Regions from separate parts of the Rattus norvegicus genome. Here all the other regions are linked to region 3. The links are chromatin contacts, called in public Hi-C maps. All regions are on one chromosome and are shown on one strand. Each heading gives the region's core, a stretch centred on a gene start, on an enhancer-like site or on the middle of the called end of the contact. The rest is flanking DNA. Distances are from core to core; before and after follow the strand shown.

What was found. A called contact is a pair of places that touch in the nucleus more often than the background predicts.
Region 1: a Hi-C map of hepatocytes shows a contact between it and region 3, with 2.7 times the contacts expected there. The contact joins the enhancer-like site here to the promoter of Spdl1 in region 3. A contact is called at or near these places in 9 of 12 Hi-C or Micro-C datasets (the A7r5 cell line, Schwann cells, frontal cortex and 5 more).
Region 2: a Hi-C map of kidney shows a contact between it and region 3, with 6 times the contacts expected there. The contact joins the promoter of Pank3 here to the promoter of Spdl1 in region 3. A contact is called at or near these places in 2 of 12 Hi-C or Micro-C datasets (kidney and mammary epithelial cells) and 1 of 1 datasets of contacts at active chromatin or transcription factors (oligodendrocytes).

Annotation. Positions count from the first base shown.
Region 1 is chr10:20,364,270-20,366,997 of GRCr8, forward strand. All of the region lies in intron 4 of Slit3 (slit guidance ligand 3), which reads left to right. Among named protein-coding and RNA genes, the nearest start is that of Mir218-2, 210 kb to the right of the region's middle. Within about 2 kb of position 1,407, at least 8 of the 93 cell types and tissues checked have an H3K27ac peak or open chromatin away from gene starts, as enhancers often do. A contact at or near this core is called in hepatocytes, where this site is marked.
Region 2 is chr10:20,731,768-20,734,467 of GRCr8, forward strand. Pank3 (pantothenate kinase 3) reads left to right here and starts at 1,424. Exons shown (of 7, transcript NM_001108272.2): 1 at 1,424-1,513. The coding sequence starts at 1,486.
Region 3 is chr10:19,796,925-19,799,624 of GRCr8, forward strand. It overlaps Spdl1 (spindle apparatus coiled-coil protein 1), which reads right to left and starts at 1,373. Exons shown (of 12, transcript NM_001034138.1): 1 at 1,249-1,373.

The DNA.
Region 1 (2,728 bases), core at 157-2,656, 570 kb after region 3:
CGGTTTTTAAAAAGTTTTCCTCGCTAACAAGAGTTTTGTAAGATTTTTTTTTAAAGACCAAAAACAACAACAACAAAAGACCATTTCTTAAAGATACATACTTAGGTCGTTCATTCATGCCTGGATTTGTCTGCTCTCCCCGGCTTTGTCAAAGGGCCATTCTTTCTCTGTGTTTTCCAAAGCTTTCCTGTTTTCAGAGGAGCTTTCTAATAAAAAACCCCAGAATGTGGCGGTGTGTCTCGGGGCCTCCTGGGCTCAGGGCCTTGGAGATGTAAATGCCCATTAGTTCAGTGAGCAAGGGTTTGCTCCAGCAGAGATTTGTTCAGAGACAGGCAGAAAGGTATGCCAAAGTGAACTGAGAGGGCAGACAGCTGGTAGTTGGAGGTGAAGAAGAGCAGTAGGGAGGGTCTTGGAGAAACCCCTGTGTTCTCTAGGAGGCCCACCCCAGAGAGGCATCCCTGGCTCCTCTTTATTCTCGCTGGCCCTAAGGATATCCCAGAGGATTGTATTCTGGCCTGGCAACGGGGTACTCGTGCATCATCTAGACAGCACGTGGATGGCAGAGCACCTTAACTGCATCTGTAAATGCTTCAAGCGAGCTCTCCTGCCTCCTCACAGACTGCTGTGGGTCACTGTGTTCCTGGAGCCCTTTTGCAAGAATGTCTTGAAAGCCAAGACACACCCCTCCTTCTTCTGTGCCAAGGAGGTAGAAAGGGCTGGGATAGGACATGAAGTTCTAGATCTTTCCCCTCCAATCCATCGAGACGAGCAAACCTCTTCTGCTCACTCCATCCTCTGAGATCAGAATGTTATTTGTGGTCCTTTCAAAGGTAGAGAATTTATGTCTCTGTCAAGTTCAGAGGGGTGTAGCAGAGATGTCCAACAGCCCAAGCAGCCATATTTATCCGGGACTTTAAGACTTTCCAGGACACAAGGGTTTTTCATCCCCAGTAGAGTTTCAGACGAAATGGTCACTTTAGAGACGTCAGACTTCCTGACACCTTAACATGGGTGCCCCACCCAGTGGGCTTCCTGCTAGAGCCTGGCTGTTGGGATGACTGTCCCAGAAAGAGGAGTAAATATAAATCCTGTTTCTCAAAAAATAACACCTTGAAGCGCTGGGCTGATTCATTCTGCTTCTGCTCAACATGTATAGGTAGAAGACTCCCGGAAATAGAATCAGGAGCCGGTGGAAAAGAATTAATAATACCCCACAATCACCACCAAAATAGGAAAATTAAAAACAAGTATCTGGATACACACACACACACACACACACACACACACACACACACACACACACACACATTCATATTCAAGTCACTTTTCTCTAGATTCTGCAACCAGAAGCTTCCTCTGTCATGGACAGGCTGCCACCATGTGGCCATAAGCAGGCATGTGGGAAAGTCGAGGAAAAGCACAGAGATCAGAATCGCCTTGGGCAACGATCAATAGGGCAGGCAGTGAGCTCAGTGCTTGTGCAGACTCAATTATATTGTCCAGGGCCTGGCTTCCTCTGTGGACCAGGTTAATGCCCACTCTACACAGCCCACTTCTCCAGGCCTAAACATTATGATCGCCACAAAGTTCACACATAAGGAAGCTGAGACTGAGGCCAAGTTCCTCTTTCACAGTGACCTGGCACAGAGCCAGACCTCAAACCTGATTTGGTTGGCCTAAAAGCCTTTGAGGGGAAACATCACAAACAGAAAAGGGGGGAGGGGTGGGATGGCCAGGAGGAGCTGGTTGTTGTGGAAGGAGTAAGCCTGGCTAATTTAAAGGATGGGTGGGTGCATCAGGAGAGACTCCAGAATCCTAGGTGAGCAGAATCCAGAGCAGAGAGGGAGAAATGGGGTCCTCTGCAGCGGTAAAGGTTGAAGGAGGAGACAAGTTATGAAGTAGCCAGTGAGGCATGGTTAGGAACCGGAAAACAACTAGGAACTGGAGGGTTAGTGGCCAGTGGCCAGTGTGTTCACAGTCCTCACATGGTAGACCTTGTCTTCTATCAACAGTGAGTACCAAGGTGGCTGTTGACCTAACTCTTGTGAAGCGTTTGATCCACTTCAGGTTCATTGGTGGAAGCCCTGGGAACTCTGCATTCTGATAACCCCATTACACACAGGAGGAAACAGCCAAAGAGAGGTGGCCACCACAATAAAAAAGGGGACTCACAGCTTGAACCCATGTCTTTCTGACCACCCCATGCTTCCTGCCGTTGAAGAGAAACAGAGTGGCTTTGGTGGGTAGAGCCGTACTCAAAGTCTGTCAGAGAAGAGTCCAACAGGCAGTACGAAAAGACGTTCGAAGTTGGGGCAGCTCAAGGACACAGGGTCTCAGTGTTGTTCATCTGGCTGGTATCTCTGTTCAAAGTCTTCTCCCCCTGACAAGGACAGTGGCGTCAGTCAGTAATTCCAAACGCTGGCTTTACAGGCAGAAATCTGAGGACAACAAGTTCAAGGCTTGCCTGTGATACAGAGTGAATTCAAGGTCAACATGGACAACTTAGTGAGACCCTTTCTCAAAAAAAATAAAAGGTGAAATGAGGTTGGGATCTAGTTAACTAGTAAACTCTTCCCACCATATTAGAAACAACAGAAACAGAGGGGAAGAGGGAGGAACTGGAGAGGCAGCTCAGTGGTTAGGAACATTTGCTACTCTTTCAGAAGACCCAGGTTCAGCTCTCAGCACTTACACGATGGCTAAGCCATTCATAACTCTAGTTCTAGGG
Region 2 (2,700 bases), core at 174-2,673, 930 kb after region 3:
GTTTTGGCTTAGAACAACTGTACCTGAACCAGAGCGATCAGCAAAGATAGGACAGCAAAGCTCCACATTTAAAATGTTTCTTGGAACACTAACTTCCAGGGCCAACTCCCCGGGGAGTTAAACTATGTCCTCGCCAAACCCTATATAGTCAATCACTGAATTCTTTGCCACCTAAGACATAAGAGTGGAGGAGAAGCCATGTCCTTGATACCATCTCTTCCCTTTCTGATGTGACCTCAAGTCACAAGAGTCTTAGAGAAAAGGTTGTCCTGGGTTTATTCTGAGAACTGGTGCATCTAATTCGCTTCTCTGAAAGTCACTTTCCTCTTTGCAATGAGGAGCTAGACTGGAGAGATCCTGTAAGGAACTTGCTTTCATGTGCTTTCAGATGTTTTCTTTATTTTTATGAGACTGGGTTTCTCTGCAGCTCTGGGTGTCCTGGAACTTGCTCTGTAGACCAGGCTAGCCTTGAATTTACAGAGATCAGCCTGCATCTGCCTCTGGGGTGCAGGGACTAAAGGCGTTGCACCACAATCATACAACTTTCAAGCGTTTCGACTGCCTCGTTCCTGCTGTATCTCCACAGTAAATAAAACTTGCATGTGGCTCCGAAGGCTACTAGATTACATTACATTAAACAATAATGATGTAGTAAATGTTACTATCATTAGTGACATTCCAACCCCAATATTCAAGTTGTTCCTTTAGTGAATGACTTAACTCATCAAACATACTCAGTGGACTGGACCCTTGAATTTTGACACAGCCATCACTGGAAAAACCGTCAAGAGAAAAACTGCTACTGTGTGACAGCCATGACAGTGCCCTCAGAGTTCATAACCCCTCTATTTCAGCAGCGACCAGATCAGAACCCGGGAATTGCCAAGACCGCCCACGGCTTGCTACCATTGGCAGCCTCCTTGCTGGCGTGACTAAGGCCCCGCCTCCTCCCCTCTGGGACCACTCTGAGGCGATCTCCGGAAGCGGAGGGGGCCTAGAAATAGGGGTCGCGAGGCATCCTGGGCTTTGTAGTCCGCCCGCGCGTCTGCCGCAGGAGAGTGGAGCCTCACGCTGCGGAGAACTACAACTCCTAGCAGCCCCGCAGAGAGTGAGGCGAGGGGGTCTGGGTCACGTGGGCGCTGGGCCTGGGCGGGCTATTTCTCAGTGCGGCGGCGGCTGCGGCGGCGGCGGCGGCTCGGGGGACCGGGGCCTTTTGTTTGGAGCGGCTGCGGGGGGCCACGGAGCGGCGAGGCCCGCGGCCTTCCCCAGCTCGCTCGGTCCCGGCCGCCCCTTGCGGGGTTGCGGGGCCGCCCCGTGGGCCGCCCGTGGCCTCGGGCACCGCCGCCCCGCCCTAGGCCCGCCCCGCCCGGCCTGAGGGGAGGAACCGGCCGGGCCTCGCCGCGCGGCCCAGTCTGCTAGGGAGTCTTCACCTCTCTTCGCTGAGCTCTGCACCGGAGGCTACCCCTCGCGCCTTAGACCGACGCCATGAAGATCAAGGATGCCAAAAAACCCTGTAAGAAGGGGACCGGGATCCGTGGGTTGGGAAGACCGCTCTGGGAGCCACTGGCGGAGCGGCCGGCTTTAGGCTTGCGACTGCTCGCGGGCGCCAGCCGTGGAGGGAAGGGAAGGATCGCTGCAGCCCCAGGTTGCAGGCGGCGAACTTCCCCACCCCCAAGCGTGGGGGGTCGAGATTCTGCCCTCCTCCTTCCCGCTGCTCTTGATTGCTCCTAGAGATCTAGGAGATACACGGGAGAATTTTGACTCGGGTTTTACCAAACGGGAGCTCAGCTACCAGTTCCCTCCTGAAAAGAGGTAGTCATGGCTGTCAGATAGGAGCTGGTACACACACACACACACACACACACACACACACACACACACACACACCCGCCCATTTTTACTGGTTTCTGGGTTTCCTGCGTGTGTCCTTGAAGTCCAGGTGGGTTTCTGGGAGTTGTCAGCGTTGCAGTTGGAGCTTTTTAACGCTTATGCATGCAGTCTGCCTATAGATAAGTTAATTGTCTTGGCAGTTTAGAAAATCAGCTGTCTTCGTGTTTTAGAAAGCAGATTAACAAGGTTGAAACATCGTATTTCAGCCATTTCGAACACTTCGAACCACATTAATATGGTGGTAAATACCTTGAGCTTTTTTCTGTGGTAACTGTGCATGCATATACATGCAATGCTTCTAACTCTGCTCTAAAAGACACATATCAAGTTTCATAACTCTGTCTTTTAAATGCCTTTTATTCCTGCGGCTGGCTTATTTTTTGGCTTAGTCTTCGTGAATGTTGTTCTTTTATCTACAAACTAAGGATGTGGGGACCTGTGTCCCTGTCGTAGAGGTTTTACAGTTTCTATTTTTACGCTATCCTCCTAACTGCACCTACAGATCAGGTATGGGGGGCGGCGATGAGCACCTTCTCTGCAGTGCAGCTTCCAAAGCAGTCTAGAAACACAAACTTACTTAAACGTGAGAGCTTTCAGTGTTTAAAGATGAGGAAAGAGAACTTCGCCTCAGTAACTTTTAGTGCCCTCCTTTTTCTGGCTCAAAGTGCAGGGCTGTTTCTCTTCCACCTTCAGGGCATAGTCCTTGGGAAACAGTTTTTTGTTTGTTCTAATTTTAGATTATCTGCTTATAGAAAGCATTAATGATGCTTTCTGTTTGTTTGTAAACAGGGTGTCTGCAGCCCTGGCTGT
Region 3 (2,700 bases), core at 123-2,622:
ACTGGCTACATCGTAAAAAAGTTTTGCAAACATCTTGTTTCATCTATCTTATAAATTCTGTAAGATAAGTAGAGTAAAGGGCCTCTGTCTAGGTATCAACAGAAATGCCATGTGAGCCAAAGGAATTTTAAACTTTCTGGGAGTCACATTTTCACAAATAAATACCAGGGAAAACATTTAACCAAAACATCCAAAATGTTACCACTGCAACCTCTAATCATTGAAAAAATAAACAAATACAAAAATCAATAAATCAACACGCAAAGCCTTGAACCCAAAAGTTCTCCTGCCTATAGGATGCACAGGGATAAAGACGGAGCAGAAACACTGACTGGCCCAACTTGAAACACATCCCATGAGAGCAAGCCAGCCCCTGACACTACTAATGCTACTGTGCTATGTTTGCAGATAGGAACCTAGCAGAACTAATTCCTGAGAGGTTTCATCCAGCAGCAGATAGAAGGGATGCAGAGACCAGGGCCAAGCATCCAGCGGGGCTCTGTGAGTTTTGTGGGGAAGAATAGGGGATAGAATTGAGCAAGCTAAAGGGGTCAAGGCCACCCCAGGAAGGCCAACAGAGTCAAATAACCTGGGCCCAGGGTGGCTCACTGAGGCTTAACCAACAACCAAGGAGGTTACAGGGGTTGGACCTAGGTCCCCTAACAATCGGAGCGGTGCTGTCTCTAATTCTGTTGCCTGGCATTGGATTCCCCTTCCCCTACCTGGACTGCCTAGTTGGGAGTGCTTATTTACCCCTGCTGGGGCTTGATTTCCCAGGGTTGGATGGTACTGGGGGGAGGGGGACTTCCCCTTCTCTGAGAAAAGACGGAGGGGGTAGTGGAGGTAGGAATTTGTGGGGACAGGACTGGGAGAGAAGGAGGGAGGGGGCTGAGATTGGGATGTAATGTGAATAATACATAAATAACAAAACAATTAAACAAGTAAAAAATAAGTGAATGAGATGCTACAATAAGCCTCCACCGTGTGTTACATATTTGCAACAGTTAATTCGGGCTGCACCACTGGCCAGGGCTTACGGTACTAGAGAACTCAGGACTCGGAGGTCACAGAACTAAATATCAAGATCACCCAGCACCGTGTTTACCCGTACGCAGTCAAACCCGCAGCGCAGCGGTCCGACCGAACACTACACCGACCCGGAAGGAGGCTCCTGAGAACTCAGGTTCCGGGACAACAGGCGTTCCGCCTGCGGCCGCCCGGTTCGCCCTTCCCGCCGCTCGCCCTTACCTCTCCCCACGTTTCCTGGCTGCTGCAACTGGAGGCCTGTCCGGAGAGCACTGGGCGCCCAGACGCGTGACACTAAATCTACCTCAGCATAGAAATACCACCCTCTTCATTCGGCCGAGGGTCTGTTCAGTAAGCGCCGGGGTTTTTGAATATTGTTCCCGCGAGAACTCGGGTTTCTCACGAGATGTGTTGTCCAATCCGCGCCTCCGGGGCAAACGAGAGGCGTGTCTTGCAGCGACTGCGCATGTGCATGCTGCGCGACTTGTGCTTTTAGGCGTTTCTGCTTGTCAGATTCCCTGGAAACTTTTTTTTTTATTTAACCAAGTGTTTGCTTTTAGTGAATTGTGTTTCTGAGGTGTATTTATTTGTTGTGGTCTTTAGCAGCGCCATTGTCGCCGGGTCTGAAGGTAATAGTAGTTCCACACTGGCCCGCCTGCAGTCGCCTTTAGTAGCTAAGGCATTGAGTCTAACCCGGGCCAGCACTGTGCCACATTCCACACGGATCTTCCCAGTTAGACCCGATCCACCCTGCCAGCTCCGCGGCATCTTGCACTTTCCGCAGAGGAAATTAAAGCCACCTCCAAAGAACACCCTAGTAATTCAAAGTCAAAGTGTTAGGACTGCTATTCAAACAAACCCAGCCGGTTCTGCAGGACAGCTCGAGAGCATGCGTGTCTAAATAGAAACCCCTTGTAATTTTACTTATTCTTTACACTTTTAAACAGTTGGAAATTTGGAGAGTTCTAGCAACTGGCACATGGCATCATGTCTTTTTTTTTTTTTTTTATCTAAGCACTTGGCTGCTTCTTTATCGTGATTGACTGTGTTGAATCTTTCCCGTCAGTAGATGAAGGTGCTGAAATGACTCATTGCAAAAATTAATCGAAAACTTCTCCGACGCCAGTCAACCACATTCCCATGTTTTTCTTTACATAACAAAACGTCTAAGAAGGTTTTCACTATTCAATTTTCTCCTCCTCCTCTCCCCCCTCTTCTTCCTCTTCTTCCTCTTCATCATCCTCCTCCTCCTCCTCATCATCGTCATCTCATCTAGATTTTTGAGACAGGGTCGCTGTGTAGCCCTGACTGTCCTGGAATTCTCCCTGCAGACCAGACTAGCGATGAACTCAACAGAGATCCGCCAGCCCCTCCTCGCGACTCCTGGGATTCGTTTCTTTTACTAATTTGTATTCCACCTGTCGTCTAGTCTTAAACCAGTATAGTGAATTGTCTCTTGACAGATCACCAGCGGGTTTTTGTTTGTTTGTTTGTTTTGTTTTTATTTGTTTGCTTCCTTGTTTTATCATGCAGGCCAAACTTGTACTGTACCCCGTTGATTTTTAACCTTCAATGTCCAGAGGTCAGTGTTTACTTTCCCCTTTTCCTGCATTTGGTAGAGTTGAATGTCTCCATTAAATTTTAATATCTTGATGTACCATAGCCTTTGACCTC